3 separate regions of the Mus musculus genome follow, and regions 1 and 3 are each linked to region 2. Evidence: chromatin contacts called from public Hi-C data. All regions are on one chromosome and are shown on one strand. Each heading gives the region's core, a stretch centred on a gene start, on an enhancer-like site or on the middle of the called end of the contact. The rest is flanking DNA. Distances are from core to core; before and after follow the strand shown. Region 1 overlaps Ndufa10 (NADH:ubiquinone oxidoreductase subunit A10). Region 2 overlaps Hdac4 (histone deacetylase 4). Region 3 has its middle 32 kb from the start of Gm35992.

Evidence for each region. Hi-C and Micro-C count contacts between places; a contact is called where the count stands out from the background.
Region 1: a contact with region 2 is called in a Hi-C map of Th2 cells, with 2.9 times the contacts expected there. The contact joins two enhancer-like sites. A contact is called at or near these places in 9 of 484 Hi-C or Micro-C datasets (the C10 cell line, CD4 T cells, the G1E-ER4 cell line and 6 more), 2 of 115 datasets of contacts at active chromatin or transcription factors (T-cell acute lymphoblastic leukemia and memory CD8 T cells) and 1 of 9 other capture datasets (adipose tissue).
Region 3: a Hi-C map of muscle stem cells shows a contact between it and region 2, with 1.9 times the contacts expected there. The contact joins two enhancer-like sites. A contact is called at or near these places in 9 of 484 Hi-C or Micro-C datasets (CD8 T cells, the HL-1 cell line, Th1 cells and 6 more), 2 of 115 datasets of contacts at active chromatin or transcription factors (embryonic stem cells and heart atrium) and 1 of 9 other capture datasets (embryonic stem cells).

Annotation. Positions count from the first base shown.
Region 1 is chr1:92,451,383-92,456,176 of GRCm38.p6, reverse strand. It overlaps Ndufa10 (NADH:ubiquinone oxidoreductase subunit A10), which reads left to right. Exons shown (of 10, transcript NM_024197.1): 9 at 4,058-4,166. Among named protein-coding and RNA genes, the nearest start is that of Mir6900, 11 kb to the left of the region's middle. Within about 2 kb of position 2,411, at least 14 of the 459 cell types and tissues checked have an H3K27ac peak or open chromatin away from gene starts, as enhancers often do. A contact at or near this core is called in Th2 cells, where this site is marked.
Region 2 is chr1:92,078,821-92,083,358 of GRCm38.p6, reverse strand. All of the region lies in intron 2 of Hdac4 (histone deacetylase 4), which reads left to right. Among named protein-coding and RNA genes, the nearest start is that of Hdac4, 99 kb to the left of the region's middle. Within about 2 kb of position 3,103, at least 97 of the 459 cell types and tissues checked have an H3K27ac peak or open chromatin away from gene starts, as enhancers often do. A contact at or near this core is called in Th2 cells and muscle stem cells, where this site is marked.
Region 3 is chr1:92,345,736-92,350,224 of GRCm38.p6, reverse strand. No RefSeq gene overlaps it. Among named protein-coding and RNA genes, the nearest start is that of Gm35992, 32 kb to the left of the region's middle. Within about 2 kb of position 1,649, at least 34 of the 459 cell types and tissues checked have an H3K27ac peak or open chromatin away from gene starts, as enhancers often do. A contact at or near this core is called in muscle stem cells, where this site is marked.

The sequences.
Region 1 (4,794 bases), core at 1,162-3,661, 370 kb before region 2:
CTGGAGGAAAATAAAAGCACTAGGAAGTTTAATGTTTACAGCCAAGGCATCTCTGTCAAGAGAGGCTTTAATTGTTTAAATAGATTAGTTAAGGCCAGTCCACATTGGACTGTCCCTCATTGGAGGGTAAGATGCCCAGGAAACAAGACCTCATACAGCTAAGCTTCTACCTTATGAGGAAGCTTCAACATACCGATGTGGTCAAAGGCAAAGAGGGCCCATCCCAAGCTAGCTGCTGATCTTGGCATGTTATCTAAATGGTATTGGCCCTAGAGGCGTGAAATACACAAGAATTGAGGAGTCAGGAATTCTTCCGTAGTTTCAGGGAGCTATGAGTCCAGGAAGTGTGTGGCAGAGGAGTCCTGCATGAAGGACAGCCCTAAGAGGACAGGAAGCCATATAAGATTGCTGCATGAAGATGAGAAAATGAAGGGTGGTTTGCAGTGGAAAGCCCAGATGGTGGAGATGCTGTGAGATGTCTGTCAGGAAGTGGAGCTGCTGCAGCACTCTGAGCCTGTCTGTGCCTGTCTTGCCCTGCTCTGTCATGTGCTTGGGATAGAGTCTGAGGCTGTTGGGCCCCTCCATTTATGCTAACCCTCACTTCTCCCCAAAGACTACTCTGAAGGCTGATGTACTACTCTGTTGTGGTTTCTCTTCTGATCCTGTTGTTCTCTGCTGGAGTGGTTTGGTGCCTTCATTTTGGATCTCTGCTTCTGGTCAGTTCCTAACTGCCCTCACTGTTTTCCAATACACCTCCAGAGGTTCGTCTGTTTTGTTTACTTGTTTTTAGGTTAAGAGAGTTCCTGTTTCCTCTTTATGAAGAGTGCTCTCAAGCACTAACATTTCTGTTCCTGGATTAGCTCAGAAACTGCAACCTCTGTCCTGCTCTAGCACCTGGTGACCTGAATCCCAGTGTTGAACTTTATATTCTTCACAGCCTGCAAGGTTATTACTGTCTTGTTATCACCATGACACCTCCTCTTAATGCCCTGAGTCTGTTACACAAATGTCTTGTGATCCTTGCTTTTTAGAATCAGTTAACTGGGCAGAGTGTATGAGCTAGCATTAGGGCACGAGGACTAAGATCCAAACAGACTCACTGCGACTAGGGAGTATTTCTGGCTTTTGACCTCCCACAGATAATACCATATCATTTTCTAAATTTGATCTGAAACACATGTTGATCTGACCCGTGCTTAAAATTCATAATTTTGGTATTACTTAGTTATATGGTTATCAGGGTATAGAGCTGTGACCTGTAATTTTCCCAGAGTTTGTGAGTTACAACATCCAATTAATTGCTTGTATTTCATTTACTGTGGCTTTGTCCTTTCCCTGTGTTGTGCCCTCTCCTCAGTTTCATAAGTTTTCAATGGTAATTGTGCTGATCTTAATTTCTTGAGTGAAAATTATGATCTGTTTCTGAGACAATTGCTGTAAACATGCCACTTGCCAGTTAGACTTATTTGGTCCAGACTTGACCAAATTATCGTTTTAGAACATTTCTGTTTAATTTCAGCTACATTTCAGTGCACCCCCCACCCCCACCCCCATACCCACCCTCCCAGCCCCACCTACTGCCCATGAGGCTCATTGCAGCTGCTGGAAGTTTCCAGACAGAGATCTAGTACTGTGGTGATGGATGCAAGTTCTCCACAGGGTTTCAGGCAGAACTACAGTTCAGGAGGAAGTAAAAACAGCCTGTGGAAAGTGGGAGAAAAGTGGCCTCTCTCCTATGGGAGAAATATTCAGCCATAGAACCTTAATTGCTGTTCTGTACTTTTCTGTTGTCGTGCCTCAGTGCCTCTGGTTAAAGCCGTCTGCCCATGGCACTAATCAGCCTGTGACACTTCGTCACATCATAGTTGGACACTGGTGTGGCAGGAACATTGTTCTCAGATGGGTTTCTCCATCTGTAGCGTTGAAATGTGTTTATTGCGTAAGCATAGCTCCTTATCAGCTTTGTGTTCTGAATCATAGAGGCTTCCCAGTGCCTTTAGTTCTTCATTATCTCTGATCAAGGATGTTATCTCTAGCCTATCTGACAAGTATTTACCGGAGATGTGCTGTGTCTCTCTTCATCCTGTGAGCTCTGCTAAGAGTTGTTTCTCCAGGTTTAAGTAAGGTACACAACAGAGTACTTTTAAAGCCTTCTTGTTCTTTTTCTGGGGCATGTGTAAATTGTAATTCTGGCAAATCATACATAGATGGCGCTGTTGTTCTATAGTTCACATACTTCCAGGACACCCTCCTTTGATATTTGTTAACATTTAAGGTGTACTTCATTTTTAGTTGAAATATTTTGTTACCACTTCAACAGAATTAACAGTAGCAGGTACAGAATAATCCTGTGTTACAGTAGAGAGCTGTGTGTGTATGCTGCTAGCAAGTCATGAAGAGCACGAGAAGGTTGTCAACTTGTTGCTGTAGAGAGGGAGTGCTCAAAAGTAGTGCTGAGGCCAGGCCTTGGCTCTGTGGAATTTCATGTAACAGCTAATCAGAGCAAGCTTACAGAGCAGGGCTAATGTGTCCTCTACAGACTCTACTGTTTGTATGCTTGAACTGTTTTTAAATGTTTTCATTTCTTTTGGCAGAAAAAAACCAACTGGATAGGATATGAAAGCTAAGAAAAGCAATCTTAATCTTTGACAGTGTCTATCTAGTATGGGCACTCACCTAAACCAGTGCAAACCACGCAGGAGGACGGGCAGGCAGGGCTACCCGAACAACTGTGCTTGGGGGATTTGAATCGCTCGATCATTGTGGGAGTGGCGCATTTGCACTAGGACATTCCTGCCACCAACTAAGTTCAGCCTTACCACAGTCATCATTTCTCTGTGATTTCTTGTGGAAGCAAGCGTGACCCACGGACCCATGCACCATGCATTCCTCTTAGGTTCTAGTTCTGTGGGGACCTGGCTGTCGCCTACGGGTTTATATAGTGAGCCATCTAGCCACCAGGAACCAGATACAGTTATAGAATCTACACTTGGAAATTGCAGACAAGAAACATCCTCTCTTGCCTTTACAACTTAGGTATAGCTAAGAATTTGTTGAAAATAATTACTTTGTTTCTTGAGCCTGTAAGATTAAGAAAGGCTTTAGTGCCTTTTCCCCTCAGACATTTGTCTCCCCAGGTAGCCCAGGCTGGACTCAAACTTGTGGCAGTTCCTTTGCCTTAGCTTCCCAAGTACTAGGGTGTCTAGCGCATGACTATGCCCAGATTTAATTTTTAAAAAAAGAAAAAAATGGGGAAAAAAAAGGTTTGTCTCTTCAAGCATAGTGCTTATGTTGAACCCATCTTTGAAGAGAATGGGATGTAACAGTTGTATAAACGTTCTTGAATCAGCAGAATGAAATGGTAAAGCAAGGGAGAAGCCTACAGTTGGTATTAGTAGTACCAGAAATGAATCTACCCTTGATAAATATGGCCCAGTGTGCTACCTAGCAAGTTCCATGTGGTACTGTCACTTGGCTTTCTAATGAGGGCATAGTGTGCATAACGTGGGGACTACCATCTGCTGGTAGATTACTCCTGCTATTGTGTGTGAAGTACACATTGGCTCCATTTTTCCATTTCCCAAACCCTTCATCGAGAGCCCACTATCTGAAGGTATCAGGGCTTCTCAGAACTCCCTCAGTTCTGGAGCTGTTTAGCAGAGTGGCTACATGACCCCAGAGATCTTTAAGAGAAGTGGTGCCTTGAACATGCCTGCTTGTGAACAGCACTTAGTTAGTAGTAGTGGTGTTGTTGTTGTTTTGGGGTTTTTTGTTTGTTTTGGGTTTTTTTTAAAGATTTATTTATTTTTATGTGCATTGGTGTTTTGCCTGCATATATGTCTTGCGAGGGTGACAGATCCCCTGGAACTGGAGTTATAGACAGTGGTGAGCTGCTGTGCAGTTGCTGGGAGTTGAAGCCAGATTCTCTTAGCATCCAGTGCTTCTAATTGCTGAGCCATCTCCCCAGTCCCTGTAGATACATGAAGAGTTAAGAATATTTGTCTAATGGTACTTATTTTGATGGCTTGTTGTAATCCATGTTTGTCTTACTTTTCAGGGTTCAGGATAAGACAGAAGTGCTGAATTACACGACCATTCCGGTCTACCTCCCAGAAATCACTATTGGAGCTCATCAGGGTAGCCGGATCTACAACAGCTTCAGAGAGGTGAGCCCTACTATGGGAGCAAAGTCAGGGATACATGTGACCACTAAGCCACCTCCGTGAAGAGTGGATCAGCTGCTGTCCCCCTCATTTCTAGTGATAAAGCACCGGATCCAGTGTCCTTTCTAGGTACATTGTCTTGTTGGACACATATCCTCCATTCACTAGCTGATGGCTCTAGTTCTTCACAGCTACATCCAGTGTCACCTTACTCCTCACAGTGTATCTCTGAGGTTTCCATTTGTGAGGCCTTACATTTGTATGTTTGTGAGGCCTTACATTTGTATGTTTGTGAGGCCTTACATTTGTACATTGCAGCAACGGTGCCGGACTGATGCACACATGGAAATAGCATCTCTCCCTCCTCGTGACTTTCTCTAGTTTATACATCTTCTTCACAAGTCTTTTGTTCCTCCATTGCTATTTCTAGCTGTGTAGGCAGGGTCAGGGACCTAACAAGACCAGTAGCCTGCACCAAGTAGCATCATGGAATAGGAAGAGTGTCCTCTGTCCGTCATCTGCTGTAGCATGTTGGTTCTTGGAAAGTGTGGAACACATGGGTCTGCATCCGGAGACAGCTGCCTGCACTCCTGTCAGCAGCAGCAGAGGCTACAGACCACTGAGCTTTGAT
Region 2 (4,538 bases), core at 1,854-4,353:
CTGCACCCTGCACTGCCTTAGGTGCTGACTGATGAGAGAAAACAGAAGGTAGGTTGTGTGTTCACCGCATACATGAGGTCTTTGAGTTGCAAGTGTGCTGGGGAGAGACTAATCAGGCTGTATTAAACCTTGAACTAGATATTTACTGTCTCTCTGACAGAAAGTGAGTCACTGTATTCTTAGGGTGGTATTATAGAATTTCCTGAATTTGGTTTCCTAAGGCCTGTGTATGCACTGGTCGGAACTGGAAGCCACTTCCACCTGCCTATGGTGCTCCTGGCTGGTGCTGCATCTCACTTTGGCAAAAGTGAGATGAAAAAAAGTGAGTGAAAGTTCAGCTACTTCCCCTTTGTGAACTTTATGTCACCGTGGTGCTTCTTGATTCTCTCTGCTCTTTTTTTAGCTCTGCATTTCTCCTTCTAGTTGAGCACATGATTGTCCTGTGGAAATGACAGATTTGTTCCTTCAGCTTGCTGGAGATTGTATTACTCAATGTAGAAGGTCTTTTCTGCTTTTGTTTTCTGTTAATTGACATGCATCCTGGGGAAGGACAGGTTTCAGAGAGCTGGCTCAGTTGCTAGGGAAAGTCCTGTGACAGAATTGATGGCATAGCCACAGAAGTCTAAGCTCTTGTCCAGTGCGTGTACTCGGTGATGTCAAGAACATCTGTATATGGCACTGGAGAGGTAGCGTAGTGGTTAAAACAGTAGACTCTCTAACAGAGAACTTGAGTTCAAGTCCCAGCACCCACATGACGGCTCACAACTGTCTGTAAATCCAGTTCCAGGGTGCCCAGTGTCCTCTTCTGGCCTCTGAGGCAAATGATGCTGAGAGAGAGAGAGAGAGAGAGAGAGAGAGAGAGAGAGAGAGAGAACGCATGCACATCTGTACAGAACTAGCTCCTTTCCCCAGAGGTGCCCAGCTGTGTCTTATAGCTAGAATTTACTAAAAGTAGGACTTGGGGGTTGGCAGGTGCAGCTACCACACCCATTGGAGAATCCAGAGCTGGGTGTCTACGAAGCTTTGGGGCATGACCATGAATGATGAATTAATGAACTCCGAAATCAAGAACCTGAACTGGGCTTGACTACCATCCTCACTGGGCTAGTCATCACACTCGGCTTATGGCGAGCTCGTACTTCCCTTCATTGACTACCTTTGAAGAAGTAGTGTGGAAGTTAGAAGGGCTGTTTCATCCTGTGCCTTAAACCCATAGGGAGCTATGACAGTAGCCTGCTCATGTGAGGACAGCTCCGCTGAGGCTGAAGGATATCTTTCTCTCCTTCATTTGGGGAAACTGAGGCACTGCAGGTCAGAGTTCACAGAAATCAGTGCTGAGCTGGAATGCTTTGAAGTGGTACCTTGTCAGTGCCAGGAAATGGGACCTGGCCCTTTCCACATCTGCAGATGGTACCTTTTGTTCAGTAACCCTGCACACAGATAGAAGCTGCATGTAGGTCTGTAAGGCTTCATCTCTCAGTAATTTGATGGGTCCATGGAGAGTGTTTTCTAGCAGTGTTTTCTCCCAAGTGTTCACCTGGAATAAGCCTATTTTAAGCTCAAGTGTGAAAATAATTGTCCTTTATTTCTGATTATGAGATGGCTTGGTTGGTAAGGGACATTGCTAGCGAGATCGATGACCTGGGTTTGGTTCCAGAATTCATGTGGTGCAAATAGAAAACCTATTCCACCAAGTTGTTTTCTGACTTTCACATGTATGCTGTCCTTAAATGTGAAAACACACACACACACACACACACACACATGTCTGTACGTATGTACGTATGTACGTGTATGCGTGAACTAAAAGGAAAGCTAACACAATTCTATTCTATACTCTGTTAATGGGGATCTGGACATGAGGCATCTTTAGATCTCTGAGGCAGGGGCTTGCTGGGGGCTCTCCTATGCAATTGTTCCTACCCAGCCAGGCCCAAGAGCCCCAGGGTAGCCCATATAAAAGGCCCCCCCTTCTTCCTAGAATCTTCCCCCTTTTCTTCCTTGGTCTTACTGCTCTTGGTTAAGCATGGATTAAAAGGCTGAAAAGGTCATTCTGATATGGAGGAGTATCAGACCCTCTTTTTTGACAGGCAAGGTAAGCCACTTCCATGTTCACTTTCTGACCATCTCCCTCTGCTTACCTCTTGGTCCTTCTGAGGGCAGGGGCTTGTCAACACAAACCTAGAGTGACTGTGGGATGGCTGGGGACAGTGAACAAAGAGGAGGTTCTGGTTCCCTCATTTGGTAGTTCAGAACTGGATGGGGCAAGGGGGATGTGTCCTCTCTTGATGACTCTCCTTACCCTTCACTTGGGCTGCCTATCCATTACCCTTTTCAGTCACAAGGTACCCTTGAGAAAGCCTGTCCTTCCTAATCACCCTAGTTCTTGGTTGGCTGGCTCCATTGGAGGCACAGCGTGGACACTGCTTTTCCGAGTGTTCATCCTTAGGCTTTCTCCGTCTCTGCACTCACTCTTGTTAGATTCCAAGGAAGAGCTGAGCAATAAAAGTCACAACTGAACATCACTCGCCTTCAAAATCATTCCTGATTCTTTTAGTAAGCTTCCTTCAACTGAATTTAGACCAGAGTTAAAGAAAGTTAGTTATGCATGGAATTCAACTGTAGCTTGTAGTTTGATGTAAAGTGTGTTTAAAATGCTAGGTGACATTTGTCTTTTCAGGAAAATGCTTCCATTCTTAGATATGACATTTGAAGGGCATGTGTCAGGAATATGGTGAATCGAATGACTGTATGAAATCCAAAAGTGGGCACAGTGGGAAAAGAACCAGAGATAGTGCTGCTCCTTGGCCCCAGGCACAGCACCGCCCTGGGCCTCTTCCCTGTTTGTTCTCTGCCAGTTGCAGGGAAGCAGTTGTAGTACGAACTCCTGGTAATTCAGTCTACAGGCTCTTCCAGAGGCGCTGGGGCCTGCCCTGGCCTCCAGTGCTCACACCTCCTAAGCCTGCCAGCATTCATCACGATGAAGGGTTACAAGCTGTGGTTTGGCATTTCCGGTCTGTGGCTAGTTTCTTGTGTGTTCAACTCTGTAGCTGTGCAGGGCTTTTCTCGGAACAGTTACAGATTTTTTTAGTTTTTATTTTAGTTTTTACTGAGTTCACTGTGCCCTGTAGTGTTGTGAAGGTCTTCACTGGATGGGTTTGTCCCTTGGTTGGGACTGTGCGTTTCCGACTTACTTGTAGGCCTGTGTAGGATGTGACGTGCAGTTCAGGTGAGGTTTTCATGGTTATAGATTGGAGTTTATGAAGCATGATTCTAGGCACGTGGACATGGTAGATGGGAGCAGAGACCAACTGGCTTCCCCAGGTTTTAGAGGTGAATCCCTAGCGGTGAATGAAACAAGTGTCACATGGAGGAGAGGTGGCCCTAGAAGTTGCTCCAGGCCTCCTGCCTTAGAGCACTGCTGTGTCCCCATTGTGCTCAGAAGGCCTAGGACAGTGTCCTATGCCCTACCTGTGGCCTTCGGTACTACTGCTCTGTGGTAGGTTGAGCTGGTTGCCAGCTGAGCACAACTTGGGTAATAGGACCAGAAGTGTCAAGCAGGATGACAATGTTCTTGCTGTGGGGACATTATGTAGGGGATGGGAGAGAAACAGCATTTTTCTTGTTTCACTGCTACAGCCTTCCTGGACTAGCTGGTCCAATACTGTGGTCAGTGCTAGCCCATCCATAACATTTAGCATACTAATAGATGTTCTCGGTCATGTGAACATGCACCCCAGCGCCTGGGTTATTCCTCTTTGCTGCTGCCTCTTGTATTGTTGAAGCTCTGGTTGAGCAGGAGAGCATGGGAAGGATTGGGCTACATCTCTCTGGAATCTAGGAATGAGGTGCATGGGAGCCCAGAAAATGAAGGGCCTATGGGAGCATATATGGTTGCTGAGGCCTTATTGGAGAGGCCAAGAGACTCTTGTTTCACCTCTGCAGCTTCATTTAGGCAGTTAGAGTCCAGGTCTAAATCAGGAGCTTTTGGAGTCCAGAGGCTTCCCTTGATACCAGGGCAGGACTGGAGCTGATGATAGGGGTTTCCCAGTCCTATTACTTGTGCTTTCTCTGCTCTGTTGGGAACTTCAGACTGGTTCTTCGTAGCTCCTCTGTCACTCCTCCAATTGTATAGATTTCAGCAACTTGGATACTTTTCTGAAGTGGCTATCACCAGGATTGTGGATGCTCCTTCCAAGAACTCACCATTCTGTGAAATGGTCACTTTTTCATCAAGGAACCCCTTTGTCATCAGAGACAGGTACCCGAGAGGCAGTGGCTTGGGTCCTGAATGTTAGTTACCATATCCCCTGTGGCTGTGCCCTCCCTACATAGGACAGACATCCCACCCAGGCTAACCTGCCAGCTGCTTCCTTCACTACTTAGGACCCCCAAGTGCCACACTGGGTGCTACTCAAGCAGTTTCTGTCCAGGTACTCTGTTAGATAATAGGAACTCTGGAGTTTTAGGGTTACTATCCTTTTTTTAAATTATTATTACACATTTTCCTCAATTACATTTCCAATGCTATCCCAAAA
Region 3 (4,489 bases), core at 400-2,899, 270 kb before region 2:
TGTTGTGGCTATAATGTACATTTCTTCACAGAATATAGATATATAAATACCAAAATGGTGGTCGGCAAAGTGAGCCATGAGAGAAAGTCAAGTCAAACCACAGCAAGGCACCATGTCTATGTGGAAGAATAGCTATAAGGAACATGAAGGAGAAAGTATTGGCAGGATGCTGAAGGATGCTGAACCCCTACACATGGCTGTTAGATCTGCAAAGTGGTATGGGTAGGCTGGCAAGCAACCTCGACCTTCTCAGAATGGTAATCATGCAGTGCATGGCATAATAACTGTACTCCTAGATGCACAAGAGAGAAATGACGACATGTCAAACTGGAGAGATGGTTCAGTGGTTAGGAGCACTTGCTGCTCTTGCAGAAGGCACAGGTTTGGTTCCAAGTACCTATGTGACAGCTTACAGACACCTCTAACTCCAAGTGCAGGGAACTGATGTGCTGCTCTGGCCTCTGTGGACACCAGGCATCCACAATGTGCATGTACATACATGCAGGCACTCAAACATGCACATAAAATATAAAGTAACTAAATACATCATTTAGGAGGACGTGTTGGCACACAAAAGTTCATAGCAATGTCATTGACCACAGCCAGAATGAGAAAACCACCCACACACCCAATCAACTCATGCATGGTTAAAGAAAATGCAGTGTGAATAGAAAAAGAAGTAAAGGATCAGTGAGTTCTTGCCTTAGTCAGCTTTCCATCACTATGATAAAATACTTGAGGCAACTGACTTGCAAAAGGAAAGGTTTATTTTGAATCAAGGTTCTGAAGGTTCCAGGACTGAGGCACTCCATCCTTTGGGCCCCTGGTGTTGGTGGCACAAACGGTTGGTGTCTTAAGGTTTCTATTGCTGTAAAGAGACACCATGACCACAGCACAGCAACTGTTATAAAGAAAAACATCTAATAAAGGCTGGCCTAAAGTTTCAGAAGGTTGGTTCATTATCTTCCTGACAGGAAGCATCAAAGCGTGCAGGCAGATGTGGTGCTGGAGAAGGAGCTGAGAGTTCAAATTAGGAGACAGCAGGAAGAGAACTAGCTTGAGCTTCTGAGATCTCAAAGCCCACAACCCCTAGTGACACACTTCCTCCAACAAAGCCACACCCACTCCAACAAAGCCACACCCACTCCAACAAGGCCACACCCACTCCAACAAGGCCACACCTCCTAATAGTGCCACTCCCTGTGGACCTATGGTGACCATTTTTATTTAAAATACCACAGAGGGGCCAACAGTCTTTCCGGTGGGTCAGCTTAAAGGCCTAAGGACCTCTGCAATGCGCCCCCAGAGTTTCCACAGCACCTGTCAACATCCTGGGAAGCAAGTCTTCAGCGCGTGGTGTTTTGTAAGTCCCTCATCCAAATCACAGTAATGCTTGAACCTTGAAAACAGCGTGCCACGTGGAAGGTCCAGTCACAGGTGACCACACACTTCAGAGACAGCAAGTGGCTGCGGCTGCTTAAAGTGGGTCAGGGAAGTAGGGGCGAAACTGAGTCACTCGCTGCTCGTGGACGCAGAGTTTCTTTTCAGGGTTTAAAAGAGTCCTAAAATTGGTTCTGCAGGAGGTGCAGCTGAGATCCCATGCTGAGATAGAATGGGCTGGAGGCGGGAGGGGAGGAAGAGATCATCTAATTCCAGGAAGAGTAAGGCCAGAGACATGACTCAGCAGGTGAAGGTACAGCCTGCCAAGTGTGGCAGCCCGAGTCAGGTTTCTAGGGCCCACGTGGTGCAAGGAGAGAAGTGACCCTCAGGAGTCGTCTCTCTGACGCCACACGTGTACCTCACTATGCACTGTAAGTCTATTAGAGAGGAGGGGAAACATTTTGCCCTCTGTGCTGAGAGTAGAGAAAACTGAGACCCAGCTGTCTCCTCCCAGGAGGATCCCCTGGGATGCCAAATCTGCATCTTTTGACCTTCCTTTTGTAGTTTTTTTTCCCTATGTATTTATGGTTGTCACAAGCACAGGGGAGAGAAAAGAACTGGTTTCCTTCCTTCCCCGGCTTGGCCAAATGGTAAATAAATAAATCCATATTTCTTTACCCATTTCTGTTTTCTAGTTTCTTTTGAATCTAAGGTAATGAGTTTCAGACCTAATGGCTGGGGAGCAGCTGGGTAACTCCACACATACACTAAAGCAGAAAATCGTGTTCTTTAAATGGAGGAAAGCGAGTCGCAAAGAGTTCTACCTCAATAGAGGCATTCTAGAAAAGAACAATATGATGAAGCGGTTCTATTAACAAGAGCCTACCCTCTAAGAAATACTTCTAAGGCTCTGCCGGGGGTCTCCAAAGAAAATATACAATGAACATCCGACACTGCAACTCTTCTCACTAAGACCTCCCTGTGAGTTCAGAGGCTGGGAGGGTGAACTGGCCATTGGCTTCCTGTCAGGGTCAAGTCTATCACAAGAGACAGGAAATCAGCAAGGATAGGCCCAGGAGATGAGCAGAGTAGATCAGCTACAGCAGCAGTTCCCAACCGGTGGGTCAAGACTCCTTTGCAGGTCGAGCAACCCTCTCACAGGGGTCGTCACCCAAGACCACCGGAAAACACAGATTTTTACATTATGATTCATAATCATAGCCAAATTACAGTCATGAAGTAGCAACGAAAATAATCTTATGATTGGGTTCACCACAACATTAGGAACTGTATTTATTAATGGGTTACAGCAGTAGGAAGGTCAAGAGCCATTGATCTATTACAGTGTTCAAAACACCCTCTTTCCGCCCATCCCTGAACATTGTCCCATTGGGTCCTTATCCATCCCTGATCCTAGGTCAGGGTCAGGTCAGGCAGCAAAATACTCCTGATTTCCACTCTGCCTGCTTGGGATCTGCTGTGGGCAGCTCTGGAGGCAGGTCAAAAGGTAAGTAAGATGACCTCTGGAGGACTGTGGGCAGCTATACCTTCTCCTCTGTCCCCACAGTCCTGGTCTCCATACAGCGGTGTTGTATCCTTCCTTCACATCCACAGATGACGTGAGGGACCACAGAGTCAGACAGGATGGAGATCAATCAACTGGCTTGAGCCTCCCAGCCTCTTCCCCTGATGTCTCCCTGGTGAGAGCATACAGAAGCCCCTAGACAACCCCTTGAGATTCACCTCCATAAGACATTCGAAGTTGAACCTGATGTCTCAAAGGTGACACCAGAGACAGAAGAGCTGTTGGACAGGAGATGAGCTCAGCTGGGTGGGAAGAAAGACAACTGTGTCTAGGGAAGAAAGAGTAAGCAGTGGGAAAGATGGTCACATGGCTGGTGAGCTTTGAGTGGAACCCATGCTGGCTCAGGGATCAGTGACAGTGAGCCGCAGGCAGGCTAGGGTAGTCAGTAGGGGACCCTGAGGACAGACTTGAGGTTCCACTGAGTGAAGGGAGTTGCTAGAGGGGTACACTTGGCACTGTCAGGGAACGGGCAGGATGGGGTGACATTGGAAAGTTCAGGGCAGTGCTAAGGTGGACTGCAATGCTAAGAACCGGTCCCTCTGCTGGCTTCCTGTATTCTTCACGTCGTTGACAGAGTCTGTTTCCTACCCCTATGTAGTTATAATGGCCAGTGGCTTTGCCTGGGGACCTATGTCCAGACGCACAGGTGAGGGTGAGGAATGAGCTTTGCTATTTGTATGAATCATGGAGATGAGGGCTGCTTGCTACTCGGCTCTCCTCTCTGACAGGACATATGTGAGGGCGTTAGTGGTCGCTTTGCTGTTTGCTATAACAAGACACAGACAATAGCAACCCGGGGAAGAAGAGGGTAATTTAGGCTTACAGCAGTCTGAGGGAAACGGTCACCATGGTGGGGACGGCAGGGTGGCAGGAATGAGGCAGCAGGTCATGTTGTGCCTGTAGTCAGGAAGGAGAGAGATGAAGGCTGGTATCGCTCTGTCTCCTTTGCCCCTTTTTATTCAGTCTAGAACCCAACCCAAGGGATGACCCCATCCACACTAAATGTAGGTGTTCCCATGTCAGTTAAAACCCTTTGGAAACACCCCCACAGATGTACCCAGAAGAATGCCTTCTAGGTGATTCTAAAGCAATCAAGTAGACAATGAAGATTAGCCTTTATCGTGATCAGGCATGGCGATCATAAGACCTGCAATGTCTTTGTCTCATCATGTCAGTAGCCCTGACTAAGAAAAGCTAGTACCCTAAAGCCTGTCCTGGTCTCTGTTCAACCTGACACAGAGTCTCCCATAGCTGTCAACGGGATGAATCGTCCTAATTAACAACAGGGGAAGAGGCTTGCACATGCTCTGTGGAGCTGAGTTCCACGTGTGATGTGTTGACTGAAGTGAGTGCCCTTAGCCCCCAGTAGCATCCTTCAAGAGCGGTGGCTCTCAGCCTTCCTGGTGCTGTAACCCTTTAATACAGTTCCTTGTGTTATTATTTCCTTGCTACTTCATAAGTGTAATTTTGCTACTTTTAAATGACTCATAATGTAAATATCTGATATGCAACCCCACAAAGGGG